Regions from separate parts of the Hordeum vulgare genome. Here region 2 is linked to region 1. Evidence: chromatin contacts called from public Hi-C data. All regions are on one chromosome and are shown on one strand. Each heading gives the region's core, a stretch centred on a gene start, on an enhancer-like site or on the middle of the called end of the contact. The rest is flanking DNA. Distances are from core to core; before and after follow the strand shown.

The links. A called contact is a pair of places that touch in the nucleus more often than the background predicts.
Region 2: a Hi-C map of seedling shows a contact between it and region 1, with 2.6 times the contacts expected there. The contact joins the promoter of LOC123424775 here to the promoter of LOC123424773 in region 1. A contact is called at or near these places in 2 of 6 Hi-C or Micro-C datasets (leaf and seedling).

What each region holds. Positions count from the first base shown.
Region 1 is chr2H:44,861,394-44,864,132 of MorexV3_pseudomolecules_assembly, reverse strand. It overlaps LOC123424773 (probable histone-arginine methyltransferase CARM1), which reads left to right and starts at 1,353. Exons shown (of 15, transcript XM_045108462.1): 1 at 1,353-1,629; 2 at 1,772-1,843; 3 at 2,525-2,633. The coding sequence starts at 1,453.
Region 2 is chr2H:45,009,804-45,012,675 of MorexV3_pseudomolecules_assembly, reverse strand. LOC123424775 (photosystem I reaction center subunit N, chloroplastic) reads right to left here and starts at 1,278. Exons shown (of 3, transcript XM_045108465.1): 1 at 967-1,278; 2 at 738-863; 3 at 378-636. The coding sequence starts at 1,188. The coding sequence ends at 547. LOC123424774 (60S ribosome subunit biogenesis protein NIP7 homolog) reads right to left here. Exons shown (of 2, transcript XM_045108464.1): 2 at 2,361-2,658. It overlaps TRNAG-CCC (a tRNA gene), which reads left to right and starts at 2,036; the gene lies at 2,036-2,106.

The sequences.
Region 1 (2,739 bases), core at 104-2,603:
TTCTTCGCCTCTTGCATAGTTTCATGACTAAGGAAAAATACACCTCTCTTCTTTGGGGTAGGCTTAGGTGGTGGTTCAGGAAGTGTCCATTCATCACAATTCTTCGATATATTAATCAATAATTTCCCAACTTGTTCGACAGTTCGTTCCCTCAAAACACAACCAACACAACTATTTCATTTTTTCTTAAGAGGATGATCAGGCAAAGCATTAAGTAATTGGAGAAGCCTCCTCCAAGCTTGTGGGAGACCCTCTTCTTCAATTTGCACAAAGTTAAATATTTTCTGTAAGACACCTTGTTGCTTATCAGAAGGAAAATATTTTTCAGCGGAATAGTAGATCATATCCCGGGGACTACGCATACAACCAGGAGAAAGAGTATTGTACCAAATCTTAGCATTACCATTTAATGAGAACGAAAATAATTTAAGCATATAGTAGTAGCGATTTTTCTCATCCTTGATAAATAGGATGGCTATATCATTTAGCTTAGTGATATGTGCCACAACAGTTTCATTTTCATAGCCATAAAAAGAATGAGATTCAACCAAAGGAATTATCTCGGGATCGACAGAAAATTCATAATCATTATCGATAACAAAAATAGGTGAAATAACAACCTGATCCAAAATAGTTGGGCCTGCTAATGAACAAATCCAACAGACCTAAAGGCCCACTCGCACTGACTTTCTAGTCTGAAAGCCTACAGGCCAGATCCGGTACATTTTCATAACACGTGGCATGGAGCATTCACATTTTGTTTGAGAGAAAACCCACGTTTCCCGGTGTACTGATTTTTTAAAACTTTTTTTAGGTTCTTTTAAATCATTCCGGTGTACAATAAACAACGATGCGACAAAAAACTGTGGGCCTGCCAACGAACAAATCCAATAGGCTTGAAAGCCCACTCGCACTGATATTAGTAGTACTCAGATCCGAGCGTCCAATGTCAAACTCATCATTGCTCTCAACTCACTCACTGAACAGTGGCCCCCGGAAAACACTGCGCCGGCATTTCCCCATCGCCCACCAGTCGGCAGTAAAGCCTCACGTCACAGCCGTACACGTCGGCTTTAACCGAGACCGCCGCTACACACACAAGCGAGAACTTCTCCATCTCACTAACAAGCGGGCCCAAACCTCGCAGTGCACAGCTGGTCCACTCGTCAGCGACAAGCTCCGCGAACGAGTTCGAACTCGCCGCGTCGCCGTGGCACCGGCGGGGCGTCGTCTCCGCCGGAAATTAAAATCCGCAGAGCAACGAGAGGAGGGAGGAAAGAAAGGAGCACGCGGCGTAAAAAAGCCCAGGCGCTCCCCTCGCCCCCACCCCACGCGTACAAACAGCAGCCAGCTCCACGCGAGCCACCACCCTCCCGCCCCGCCCCGCCCCCAAAACCCTAGCTATCCCCCCGCCGCGGCGCCCGGAACCTCGGGCGGCGCCGGGATCCAGGAATGGCGTCGGCGGACATGTTCCCCAACGTCTCCTTCTCCGACGTCAACGCCGCCGCCTCGCAGGAGGCCGCCGGGAAGGCCGTGTTCGGCCTGGGCCCCGCCTCCGGGGCGGCGCGCCTCAGCCTCGTCAGGCCCGGCGCGGAGCAGGCGTTCCAGATCGACCTCTCCGACGCGCAGGTATGCGCCGCGGTCTCTGTGATTCGGGGAGGAACTGGAGCGGCGGGAGTGGTCCGGGTGCGGCCGGGCTCGAATTCGTGTGGTTTCGAGGGGCGCGTGCCATTGCTGTGGGTCCGGAGGAGTAATGTTTCTGGTTCCGCAGATATTCAAGCTGGGGCAGATGGAGTGGCTCTGCGTGAGCGGCGAGACGGAGGCTAAGGCTGGCGTGGAGGAGGTACTCCTCAGTTGCTTCGTTGGGTTTTAGTTAGCTTTGTGCCTCTGTTGGATGTACGGTGTACCCCGGTTGAAAATGTGTCGAGCTAGGTTCGCCCAGTTTTCTGCTTAAGGATTAGTTATTGCAGGGTGGATCATATCAAGGTAGAGAATCAATTAATTTCCTCTAGAAATGCTCAGTGGTGGTTTGGTGAATTTTGAAAGTACTAGTCCTGTATCATGGCACGGATAATGCAGATTGTATGGCATTTTGTATTTTGTGACACAGTATTTCTGGCACGTTTTATATGAATAGTGACTTAATCAATAGTAGATGAAATTGTAGTATGACCTAAGCATGATTCTTCTAAATGCACTTTAATGTAGCTTCAGTTTTTTATACAAAAAGTAATAAATCTCAACACCTTTTTCTGTTTGCAAAGGACCGTGGTGCTAGCTATTCTGGAATAGAGCCTAATAAAACTCTGAATACTTTGTCTTAGTTTGGTGTAAAGATGGATCCCCTGCCGTGTAACACTTCTCTGTTACCACCCTCTTAACACCTCACTAAATTTCCTTGACGTGGGTTAGTGGTGAAGTTACTATGAATATTTGTTAATCACATTTTCTGGCCCTGTATATTGGAACTTTCTTTTAGTACATATGAAATGCCTTCATGTTAACTCTCAGTTCTTTGAGGCAGAAATTATTTTCAAGAGCAATTAAGGTTGTTCTTAGGACAGAAGCTGAGAGCAAAGCCTTCTCTCTAGCTTTTCAACGATGGAAACAACAAACTATTAGTGGAACAGCTGGTTTGTCCTTTAATTTCTTATTTCAGATAATTTAAGTAGTATATTGTTACATTATCTCAGAGTATTTCTCTTAATGTTGGGTTTTATTAGATCCTCATGCATGCCA
Region 2 (2,872 bases), core at 29-2,528, 150 kb before region 1:
CCTTTGTATATAATCAAAAACAAAATTAACCTATGTGTGCGCCAACCAGCTTGGTTTGAATATGTGCTTAGAATTATTTAGTTGCAACAACATGAATATTTCTCGGTTCTTTTTTTAAAAGTTAATATTTCTCGGTTCTTTTTTTAAAAGTTAATATTTCTCGGTTCTATGCACTAATTTAACTTACGATGATAACTTCTTTAGGTGTTATGATTGACGAATCATGGCGAAATCAGAAGAAGAAGAAAATGTGTGTTTTCCCAACTGATCTCGACTTTGCCTAAGCAGCTTGCGTGAAACTGAAAGATTTTTTATTTTATTTTTTTTGCGGGGATTGCCTGAAAGATCCTAACTAATGAATGTTTGCGTGCTGGATGTGACAGGATATATGCAGGTTTCCACTAGTGCAATTACAGGTGAAAAACAGGATTCCACTTGATGATAAAATTACAGAGACGATGACTTCACAGCCGAAACACTTGTGCAGTTTGGACATCTAGGTACAGCCTGACTGACATACATCAGCACTCGCCATATCGACCAGCTTCACCATTTCCAGAAGACGTTGGACCCGCACTTGAACTTCTCCTTCCCCTCGCACTCGATCTCGAGGTCGTCGGTGATGAACGGGACTTTCTGCAGCCACGCAAGAAGGCACCCATGCATGATCGTCAGCCAGAGCCTAACTAAGAGCTCGTCCGAGCCGGCCATGGAGAGAAATGGATGTTGAGAGTTACCTTCTGCTTGGCGAGGTCCTGGCAGCCGGTGAAGTTGTAGGGGAACTTGCAGCTGCCGAACTGGACGGTGTAGGCGCGCGCGAAGTTGGCGCCGCTCGTCGCCGCCCTCTTCTTGTCGTTCAGCTCCTGATCATCGCCGCCGCAAGAACCATAAAAAAAACTCCGGTGAGAGAACGAGCACGGGCGATCGATCCACTTATACAGGGAAGGAGGAGAGAAGGAAGCGGACCTTGTTGAGCTTGCTCTTCTCGAGGTACTCGTCGAAGACGCTTGCCCTGGCGGAGGCGGCGGAGGCGGCGGTGGCGGCGAAGACGGCCGCCAGGCCGAGAAGCGCCGACCGCCGGTCCTTGGCCGGGGCGACCTGCACGCGCTTTGCCGCCGCGGGCGAGGCCGACTGCGGCACCGCCGCGGCGGGCTTGAGGCCGACAACGCTGGTGTTCACGCCGGCCATGATCCTCCCGAGGTCTTCTTGGAATAATCTGGTGTGTGCGCGCGCGTGTGTGGTGGCCTCGGGGGATGGGGGGTGATGGTTTTGTTTTTGATCGTGGAGGATGCTGTGGAGGGAAACTGGGGTTTGCGGTGGGCGTGTGGATAGGGTGAGGCTTGCTTCGTTTCCATTGGCTGGCCTCGGCGCCACGGTGGCTCCCATTATCCGAATGGGATGGGGCCCATGCGACACGTGCCGGGATCTTCTTGGCCTTGGCCTGACTGCATCACTAGATTTTCAACGCTTGAGCTCTCACGAAACAGCTCATTTGATTTTTTTTATTTTATTTTTTTTGAAAAAGAGGAACTTAGACCCCGGCTTCCGCATCAATCGATGCATGCAGCCATCAACAACTCATTTGATCTGCGTACCATAGTAGCTCTATTCGAAATTACATGGCGTTTTTAAAGGTCTGTAGTGATACTTGGTGTCTCCGACCACTAATTAGAATTTTTAGATTAATTTGAACCATAGGACAGTTGTGCCCCTTTAAGTAATACTACCTCTGTTCCCTGATATCAGGTGTATAGGTTTTTTTTTTTAAATCCGAAATATAAAGTGTATTGCATTGCGGCACTCGTTTGGATATTGGTTTTAGAAATTACATGGCGTTTCTAAAGGTTTGTAGTGAAACTTCATATCTCCGACCACTAATTAGAATTTTTAGATAAATTTGAACCATAGGACAGTGGTCCCCTTTATATTAAGTAATATAATAAAGGATCCCTTTTTGAAAAAATAGGCCAGTTGTGCACTGGATTTTAGAGTACAGACGTATAATAGACGTAATCAAGGTCTGAAACACAACAAAGCGCATCTGGTGTAGTGGTATCATAGTACCCTCCCACGGTACTGACCAGGGTTCGATTCCCTGGATGCGCAATTTTTCCTGACATATTTTTTGTTTTTCCATTCTTATTGAATGACAAAAGTTAATCTCCTTGTGCTAACCTAAACTTGGAATTCTAATTGTATGTTTTATCAGTGAAGATCAAATCTGCTGGCAATCTATCCAATCATCTGTTTTGTCCTGATAATGGCGAGCCATGTCACCCCATTAAAAGTGATGAAACCAGGGGCATTCATGAGCAGGTTAGCTTGCTGGTAAGTAATTTATCGATCAGACATAACAACAATTAGGGCTCCAAGAGGAAATGTATCCATTATCATAATCCTTACTTCACATTTCACGCGATACAATGCAGTAGCTTCCTGATAAGCTACAGCATGATAAAATTTATAGCCATCAGACATCTGCTTTACCACTCTGCTACAATCAGACATCCGCTTTTCCTTGCCCTTTATGAAGACTGCAGAATACAGAATGGTCGACGAACTGCACACTGATTGCAAGCACAGATGATCGGTGATCACAACCATGGAGGGAACACATCTTTCAGCACCACAGTCAAACATCACCTGCAAGCACGAATGCTGTAAATCGGAATCACAAGAGGCAAACCAAGTGCGTCATACAAATGACATGCTCAGGGCATGAAAGAAATATCTATAGACCGCATAACTAGCGATTGATTGTCAGAGGATGATGTCACCGAAACAATCAAACGGCATGGACAACGGGGAAAGCGAGCAAGCAGTTTATTTTCTGCTCGAGTACCAATACTACTATAACTGCAGAAGCAGGATT